Regions from separate parts of the Anser cygnoides genome. Here region 2 is linked to region 1. The links are chromatin contacts, called in public Hi-C maps. All regions are on one chromosome and are shown on one strand. The core of a region is the stretch at or near the end of the contact, and the rest is flanking DNA. Distances in the headings are between cores, read along the strand shown. Region 1 holds the start of FEZ2 (fasciculation and elongation protein zeta 2). Region 2 holds the start of CRIM1 (cysteine rich transmembrane BMP regulator 1).

What was found. Hi-C and Micro-C count contacts between places; a contact is called where the count stands out from the background.
Region 2: a contact with region 1 is called in a Hi-C map of liver, with 7 times the contacts expected there. The contact joins the promoter of CRIM1 here to the promoter of FEZ2 in region 1. A contact is called at or near these places in 2 of 7 Hi-C or Micro-C datasets (both in liver).

The regions. Positions count from the first base shown.
Region 1 is chr3:35,973,137-35,978,073 of Taihu_goose_T2T_genome, forward strand. It overlaps FEZ2 (fasciculation and elongation protein zeta 2), which reads right to left and starts at 1,314. Exons shown (of 9, transcript XM_048047735.2): 1 at 998-1,314. The coding sequence starts at 1,239.
Region 2 is chr3:36,156,462-36,161,229 of Taihu_goose_T2T_genome, forward strand. It overlaps CRIM1 (cysteine rich transmembrane BMP regulator 1), which reads right to left and starts at 3,300. Exons shown (of 14, transcript XM_066993908.1): 1 at 2,456-3,300. The coding sequence starts at 3,296.

The sequences.
Region 1 (4,937 bases), core at 64-2,563:
CTAGAAGTACTCTCACTGATCCCAGTCCATCACTCTTGTTCACAGTTGATCTTAATCATGTCTACAGTATACAATGGACTCTAGGCTTGCATATGCAGTCCTGTTCTGGTACACCAGTCGAGATTTTGAAACTGAGCAGCCCCGTCAGAAGGTCATCTCAAGTCAGCTAACAAACCCTGCCTCTAACCCTGCCAACAGCAACATGCTGTTGATGCGTGTTTGGAGCGGTTGCCTAGCTAGGATCACAGGAGGTCAGAGGAATGCCTGAGCCAGAGACAGAAGGGCAGACAGAGTCTCCTGCTGTACAACATCTCTGATTCACAGCTCTGCGTACTTACCTCACTGTTTATACCAGACACCCAGTCATTTGCTGAGTGCCTCCCCCCCCCCCCTTTTCTTGGAATGGGACATAATTTAGTTACCTCAAAGTAACAGAAAAGCTGCAGTGTGACTGTATAATGAAGACAGTGTTTCTAATTCTATGATTGTATAACGAAGACAAGCTAACAGTGAAATTTACTATAAGAGAGAACATAGATACTAGTAAAATAAAAACAGGAAGGCAGCAGAGGTCAGAAGTGGTCTACTGCTGGGGGGAGACAGCAATTATCACAGTCGCAACTCGGCGATCCCGTTCTCTATCTGCTTTCCATCCCCCCCCGGTCAGCCCCCAGCGGTGAAGCAGAGCAGCGGGCGGGCGGCAAGCAGCCGAAGGCACAGCACCGCCAGCCGCTCCGCCTGCCGGAGCGGTCCCGTCTGGGGCGACGGACACCCACCCACGGGGCCGCAGGCACAGGCGGCTCCGGGACCCAAAGCCAAAGGGCTCCCTCCCAAGGCAGCGGCGAGGCCGGGCCCCGAGGCCAGGACGAGCCGCAGAGCGCCCTGCCCTGCCAGCCCCACGTCCCCGCTGTCCCCTCAGGCCGGGCCGGGCCTCCCCGGGCACCGCCGCTCCCCTCTGTCTGTCTGTCTGTCCCTCCGTCCCCCCGTCCGCACTCACTCGTCGTCCTGCAGGGCGCTCTGCTCCGTGAGGGGCCGCAGCGGAACGCGGCTCTCGCCGCCGCCGCCGCCAGCCCGGGCCTGCGGGGGCTGGAAGCAGAGGGACAGCCTCGCCCCCAGATCCCCCCCGGCCCAGCCGCTTTTGTCGCGGGCGGCCTCGGGAGCGCCGCCAGCCTGCGGGGGCTGGAAGCCGGAGAAGTCCTGCCAGTCGCCCGGGTCCCGCTGCGAGGCCGCCGCCGCCATCGCGGCACCCGGAGACACCCCCCCCGCCGCCGGCTGCGCGTCCCCGGCCGTGCGCGCCCCCGGCCGTGCGCGCTCCCGGCGCCTCCCGCAGCTCCGGGGGCGGGAGGGGGAAGGAGGAGGCGCGTGACGGGACAGGGCTGCCCAACGGCCGCTCCCAACGGCCGCAGGGGGCGGAGCGCGGCGCGCGCGACCCGTTGGCGGCGGAAGGCGGCGTCGCGGGGCAGCGCACGGCACGGCACGGCACGGCACGGCACGGCACGGCACGGCCGGCGGCGCTGGGGCCGCCCGTCACCTCCGGCGCGGTGCCCGCCGCCCTCCGGGCTGGAGGCGCGGACCTTCGCCCCTCGCAGCCTGCCCTGAGGCGGTGTGGGGATAGGGATCCGCCTCCAGGGCAGGTGGCGGCTCCTGCGGGTGCCGGTCGGCGGAAGCGGAGGTGTTTTCAGGGACGCTGTCCTACTTTTGTAAAAAAATAAAAATGGCCAGTCGCTGCTTAATTTCATCATTGGACTTCGGATGTGTAGAATCATAGAATCATTAAGGTTGGAAAAGAGCTCCAAGATCATAAGGTCCAACCATCACCGTATTACCACTATCACCCACTAAACCATGTCCCAAAGCACCAGGTGCAACCTTTCCTTAAACACCCTCAGGGACGGTGACTCCACCACCTCCCTGGGCAACCCATTCCAATGCTTAACCACTCTTTTTGAGAAGAAATGTCTCCTCATTTCCAAACTGAACCTCCCCTGGCGCAACTTGAGGCCATTCCCTCTAGTCCTACAACTAGTTATCTGCAAGAAGAGGCTGACCCCCAGCTCCCCACAACTAAGTGAGCATCTTCGACTTGTGCAAGCAAAGAGACCGCCACAGGAAAGCCCTGAGGCTGCAGTAGGTCCTCATGAGGCAGCAAGTAGGGGCTGAGCACTGGGAACATTGGAACCTCGTAACTGAAGCACGGGGGGCTTTTTGGCTATTATGTTTCCCCCCGTTTGGCTGCCTACCCAGCATATAACTTCTGGAGATACTTGTTTTATATTAGCAGAGTCACTCTAGTGACTCTTTGCTATCTTTACATTGCGTCTTTATGAGCAATAGCTTATCATTTTTTTATTATTATTATTTTTTAAGTCTACTATTATATTCCTCTGCAAACTTTTGGTATCCCAAAGTGTATTGTGTTCAGTTCTGGGCCCCTACCAGATGGGTACTGAGTGGCTCAAGCATGTGCAGAGAAGACCAATGAAGCTGGTGAAGGGAGAAGAAAGCAAGACTTGTGAGGAAGGAGCAGCTGATGGAACTGGGGCTGTTCAGTCTGGAGAGGAGGAGGCTATGAGGAGACCTCATCACACTCTGCAACTGCCTGAAAGGAGCTTCCACTGAGGAGTGTGTTGGCCTCTTCTCTTAGGTGACAAGGGATGGGATGCAAGGAAGCAGCCTCCAGCCATGCCAGGGGAGGTTCAGATTGGATATTGTGAAGAATTTATTCACAGAAAGGGTAGGATAGGCATCTGAACAGGCTGTCCAGGGACATGGTGGTGTCCCAGCCCTGGAGGTATTCAAGAGCCATGGGGACGTGACAGGGTTTGGTGATAGGACATGTTAGGTCAGGTTGATGGTTGAGCTAGATCTTGAAGGTCTTTTCCAATCTAGATGATTCAATGATTCGAAGTTTCTCTGCTAACCTTCCTTTGTTTTGAGCCTTAAGTTTTTCATTCTTCCCACCTGATGTTTGAAAAGAGACAAGGCAGGCGGAAAAAATAATTCCCTGTTAAGCATTTTTGTGTCATTCAGGTAAAGACCTTTGTCTTATCCTGCTCAGTTACAGCTTTTTCAACCTGTCAAGCCCTAGTCTATATGGGCATTCCAATTACAATCCTTTCTGATGCTGGTAGTAGGGCAAAGGAGGTCAGGACTGCTTAGAGTGTTCAAATGTGGCTGCACCATCATTTTACACATTAGCATACAGTTGTTTCATGTTCTGTCCACATGAAAAATCCAAATGTTTGTCAGCGACAGTCTTCCACAGACATAACAGGATGGAACAAAAATGCTGGAACAGTTAACTAGAAAGGGAAATTGCTGGAAATTTAGCAGATAGAAATGTAAAGGGATGACCAAAAATAACAATCTGTCCTAGTCAAAGTCATTTATGGGCTTTGCAATAACTATAATTACTTGGGCATTTTAGATTATTAAAGCCAGCTTTCTAAGAACATGGACTCATTTTCAAGTAGCAATCAAAACAGTAAATATGCTAGTTCTAGGGTGTACCACATTTAAACAACGAGGACTTTTTCTGTTCTTTTGGCCTTGACATCAGAAAGATATAATAGAATAAGAACTACAAACAATGGCAAGATTGGCCAAAAGGTGTGGAACAGCTCTAGGGCTTTTTAGAAAAAAAATGAAGATGCAGGTCTCTCAGTTAATGGGTGGTATGTAAATGATGATCCACTGCTTCTTTGAATGCATAAAGTAAAGGGTATGAAATAAAACCATCAAGGGGGTAGGGTAAAAAAGAAAGAAAATGAGGCCATTCTTTCCACACAGGAAGTAGTTAAGCTGAAAAACTCCTTCTCTCAGAAAGATACATACCAGAACTTTACATCAATTCTATTAACTTACAAATTAATAGAAGGAAAAACTAAACAAAACAAGACAAAACAAACAAACAAACAAAAAAACCACAACATTATAGGCTAATAAGTAAATGAATAATCAGTAAACCAGGAAGTCCTTGAAGTGCCAATTACGATTCCCGAGACCTTTTAATGACAGGACAAGGGGGGAATTATTTTAGACTAAAAAAGAGAGATTTAGATTAGGGATTAGGAGGAAATTCTTCACTCAGAGTGTGGTGAGGCATTGGAACAAGTTGCCCAGGGAGGTTGTGGATGCCCCACCCTGGAGGTTTCCACCAATCATAGAATCATTCAGGTTGGAAAAGAACTCCGAGATCATCTGGTCCAACTGTCCCCCTACCACCAATGTCACACACTAACCCATGCCCCTAAGCAGCAGGTCCAACCTTTCCTTAAACACCCTCAGGGACGGTGACTCCACCACCTCCCTGGGCAACCCATTCCAATGCCTGACTACTCTTTCTGAGAAGAAATGCCTCCTCATTTCCAACCTAAACCTCCCCTGGTGCAACTTGAGGCCATTCCCTCTAATCCTATGACTAGTTATCTGCGAGAAGAGGCCGACCCCCAGCTCCCCACACCTTCCTTTCAGGTAGTTGTAGAGAGCAATAAGGTCTCCCCTGAGCCTCCTCTTCTCCAGACTAAACTACCCCAGTTCCCTCAGCCGCTTCTCATAGCACTTGTGTTCCAGGCCCTTCACCTTCACCAGCTTCGTAGCCCTTCTCTGGACACACTCCAGAAGGCCTTGACCTCCTTGTACTGAGTGGCCCAATACTGAACACAGTACTCGAGGTGCGGCCTCACCAGAGCAGAGTACAAGGAGACGATCACCTCCCCATTCCTGCAGGCTACACTATTATTCAAGGCCAGTTTAGATGAGGCCTTGGGCAACCTGATCTAGTGGGAGGTGTCCCTGTCCATGGCAGGGAGGTTGGAACCAGAGGATCTTTAATGTCCCTTCCAACCAGAGTCATTCTATGATTCTATAGGACCTCTTGTCACAGCACTGTAGGATTGTTTGTGGCTGTCTGTTACAGGTACGACTAGACCAGATGG
Region 2 (4,768 bases), core at 2,050-4,549, 190 kb after region 1:
ACTTCTCCATCAGGCATCATAGAGCTCCCTTAAGAATGTTAAGGCACTCGTCATATTTCATACTAATACCAAATTAACATGCAAATATTTTTACCTGGTGTAATTACAGCTTCGAGTTTTCTGTAGCCAAATATGCATTGATATGCTAAACTAAGCCAGAGCATCACACTCAAGATTAAAAATTAAAAAGAAATGCTTATAACTGTAGCCAGTAGGGGTCATTTCAGTGTAAAAAATTGCAGTGAAAGAGAAGGCTAGAGACGGGAAGGAGTAAAACCCATCAGTTTCTACTCACACAGTTCTGCAAATCACTTCCATTTCCTCCTCCCTGAACTGGGGTAGGTAGCACAGGGCTTACACTCCCAAAAGACAGGATTAAAAAAATCTGCTTAGAAAAACACTGCTTAGTATTATTGATACATCAGATATCACCAGCCCATTCTGTTTCACATGTGCATGTAAAGTGCACAACTGTCAATTGGTCACACAATTGGTCACACCAATTAAAAACACAGAGCTAATCAACCTTATTTCAGTGAAGGGAGGTAGTACATTAAGTCTCATTTTTCTTTCCCCCCTTGCTGTCAAGCCTCATACACAATACACACCATAAAGAGCAACACAATTGTTTTTATTGCTTGGAAAGAGGCAGTTTCCTGACAATTCACTAATAGGTATTCCAGTACTATTTATTAGGCTGACAGTTTAGCTCAGTTGCTTTTCATTTACGAGAATGAAAATTAAATAGATAAGTTATCTCTCCGACTATTCCTATAGGGACAGCTGGAACTAGTTTCTAACCACAACACTAATTGAAACGCAGTCTTGCCAACAAATGCTTCATACTATTTTCAACAGTAGATGGGACGTGTTACGAGTTGAACTACAGCAACGTACAGATTGCATCACTTCAAAGGAATGAAATACTCCTAAACTGCCAGAGACGACCGTACTGCGATACAGTAAGGGAGCTGGAACATTGAGACGTTTAATGACTGTAAGCTTTCATTTCCTTTAACCAAGGGAGGGAAAAAAACAAACCATTTAAGACAGTCTTTTGCTTAAAAACATGCGAAAAGAGAAACTCATCCAAAACAAGGTAGGTTTTTCGAAGAACCTTTTCTCTATATACCTGAACTTTTCTTTTAAAGATAACTTTACCAACACATTAGAAAAAAGTCTACAGAAACATACACAATCAGCCTCACGGACTCAACGAAGGTCTTCAAAGCAGTTCAGAGCCATTTTTAATTCTTTAACGGAGCTTTTAACCCTGAAGCCAGCCCTACCTAAGCGACAGCTACAGATGGGATACCCTGACTTGATGCGATTCACTCGTGAGCAAAGTGAACGGAGTTTCAAATAATAACCTGTGCCAGAATAAAGGTCAGATGCCCACTAAAAAGGATCAGTTTTAGTTCTCTCAAAACAGTGTATCATTTTAAATGCAAGTTTTTGGACAGATGCTGCCTCAACAGCTTTCTGGACTTTCTACTGCCCTCTACCCGCTGAGAGGAGCAAGCCTTGCTCTTATTTTCCAGAATTGTCGAAGCTCGCACTCTAAGTCTCACATACATTTATACATATCCCAAACTACTGGTTATTTGTAATCTCTTTACAGCGCCATGTTTTCCCTCGACTTGGGGGAAGAGAGAGCTGGAGGGACAGGGCAAAACAAGGGAGACTAAAAGACTTCTCTTTGGCCTTTTGTAAAAAAGCATAAAGAAGAAAATTTAAGCTCTCCAATAGACACACAATTTGAAGAGGGGGTGCAAGCAAACTTCTCTCGTGCCCTGTGCTAGCTCATCACCTCGCAAGCAGCGGGAGAGCAGCCGGGGGGACTTGGGGAAGAGTCGGGGCCTGGGGATCCCTCTTGCTGTGGGAGCAGGGAAAAGCCAGCCTGCCTTATCGTGCACCCAGCATGTGCGGGCGGGCAGATATTAAGTGACAGGAACAGGAAGGAAAACTTCACAACAGATGATCAGCCTTTGTGTTTCCTTACAGAGGAGGAATCCGGAACAGACATCATGCGTGTAGCACTGACCTCCCCTGATCTCAATCTGGCAAGCCGCTGCCAGGTCCTCTCTTACCGAGCAACCCGAGCAGGGGATCAGTAGCTGGCCGGCTTGACGCAAGCTACCGAGCTACTAAGGAAGCGATGAAACTGGGAGCGCCCGACGTTAGCTTAAGCTACCAAAACTGAAGGGTAAAAAAAACTTTTCAGCAGTCTGCCGGGCAGAAGGGCCCGAAAGCCGCACTGGCGGCGGGGGCCGGGCAGAGCAAAGCAAAGAAGGAGCGGAGCAGGAGCCGAGCGGGGCGGCCCCGGGCTCCCCACCTCGGGCGGAGCGGGGCGGCCCCGCCTCGGGTCCCGCCGCCGGGGGTCGGGTTCTCGGAGGACCCGGGGACCGGAGGGAGGAGGGCTGGGGGGGGGGGGGGGTCTCCGTCCGCCTCTCACCTTCGCAGACGCCCACTTCGTACTCGGTGATGGAGTCGCCGTTGAGCGGCGGGCGGATGACACAGCGCAGCCCCCGGTCGCAGGCGCCGTGCAGCCCGTAGACGCCCCCGCAGCTCTCGTTGCGCTGCCGGGCGCACATGAAGCAGCAGCCGCAGATGCCCAGGACGATGCTGCCGGGGCAGCTCTTGGGCTCTTCGCACTTGGACTCGTCGCAGGGCAGGCAGACGAGCGCCCGCGTCCCCGACTCGCCCAGCAGCAGCGCCAGCAGCAGCAGCCACCCCGCCGCCGCCAGGTGCCAGCCGCCGCCACCTCCGCCGTCTCCGCCCGGGCGCCTCCTCCCCGCCGAGACCGCTGCCAGGTACATCCCGGCGCCGGGGGGAGCCCCGCCGGAGCCCCCGCGCCGGGCGGCGGACCCGAGCGTGCCGCGGCTCCTTCCCGCCGCCCCCGCCCGCGGCCCCCCGAGGAAAGTTTCCTCGCTCGGCGGCGGCCGCTTCAGCCAAACTTCTGCGCCGGGCGGCGGCGGCTCCGCCCGCTGCCCCCTCCGGGAAGCGGCGTCCGTCGGTCCGGCCGTCCCGCGGCTCCCGGCCCCGGCGGTCCCGTCCAAGGCCAGTGAGCGGCAGGCGGCCGCGAGCCCCTGGGCGCGGCGACGGCTGCTGGTGCTGCGCTGCGCTGTGCCCCGCCGAGCTCCGCCGCGCTCCCCGCGCTGCGCCCCGCTCGCTGCCCGAGCCCCGACTCGCCTCCTGCCTGCGACTCGCCCCGCTCCGAGTGCGCCCTCTGCCCTTCCCCCATTGGGCGGCGATCGCCCTCTCCCCGCCTCCGATGCCCCTCCGCGCCTTCCCATTGGCTAGCTCCCCGGCGGGCCCCGCCCTCCCTCCTCCTCCTCCTCCTCCTCCTCCTCCTCTCCCCCCAGCTCCCGGGGCTGGGGAGCGACGCAGCCGAGGCGGGCGGCGGCAGCAGCCTGGGCCCCACGGCGGCCGCCGCCTCCCCCAGTCCCGTCCCGCCCCTCCCCTCCCCCGCCCGGGGCTCCGAGCGGGGCGAGGCGGGGGGGCAGGACCCCGGGGGGACCCCGTGGGCGGAGAGGGGCCCCGCGCCCCTCCTCCTCCTCCTCCTCCTCCTCCTCCTCCTCCTCTCCCTTCTCCCCGTGAGGGGTGCGGGACGGGGAGCCCCCCGCGCACCGTCCCGTCCCTTCCCGTCCCGTCCCCGCAGCGCCGGGGCTCTGCGGGCCGCTCCCCGCTGCCCTTCGCACGGCGGCCGCGTCCCGGGCTCCCCGCGGCCGGCGGCGCCCCCGCAGGGCCAGCAGGCGGCGGCGCTCCGTGCCCCGCCGCACGCAGGGAGCTGCTGCTGCCCAGAGGCTGCCCCCGCCGCAGCCCGGCGGCTCCGGGAAGGAAGGGCAGGCTCTCCGCGGCGGCCCGGGGGGCCTGAGGGCTGTGCGGGAGGCTTACTCCGCCGCCACAGCGTCACGGAGTTGGGGGGATGGAGGGAACGAAGCGGTTCGCTAGGCAGGTGGGGTGAGGGCAGCTGCGCAACGCCGGGCCCGGGGAGCCGTCGGTTGCCCGCAGCGGTGCCAACGCTGAGGGAAATTTTAGGAGGGAGGCTCTGGAAACTTAATCTAGGTGATTAAGGAGGGTGCCAGGGTATGGCTTGCACGGCTCCTCCAAACGCCCGCGTTCTGAGAAAGAGCCAGTTATGGTGTCGACGGGAGATCTGCGTGAGGGCAAGGCAAAAGGCAACTTGCTGCCAGCAGCAGGAGGAGCGCTACAGTAAAGCTTTGTCAGCAACGGTGTATCTTTTTGCTGTGGAAAAAGCCCTGTAAATCGCCCTCATGCATTCCTGCCGAAGTGTCTCCTTGTAGCAAAGGTTCCCCGTCACCATCATAGGCCCATCTCTAATGGAAACAGTGCAGCTGTGTAACCTGACGGTGAAAAATAAAGCATTTTCTCTATTAAAAATAATCACGTCTTCATCATATCAGACTGGCTGACTGTATTCGGATCCATTCAGAATTTAAACTAAGTTTTTAAAGTTTATTTTTCAAGAACTACAAATGTTTTAATTCGCCCCAGTAGCTTGCAAGGCACTTGTCTTGGTCTGTGTTTTTCAGTACAACATTACTGTGATGAAATGCCGCCCGTACAGCATGCGCTACATGGATTAGGGCCATTTAGCTGACATATCTCAAAAAGTAATGGACAATGAGAAGCAACCATCTACCAGGCATCAGCATTTGAACTGATACAATATTTTTGAACAGAGTTGGAAAGCAAATGATAAGGTGATCTCATTAAAGGCCCCATGTTTTGGTATAAACAAATC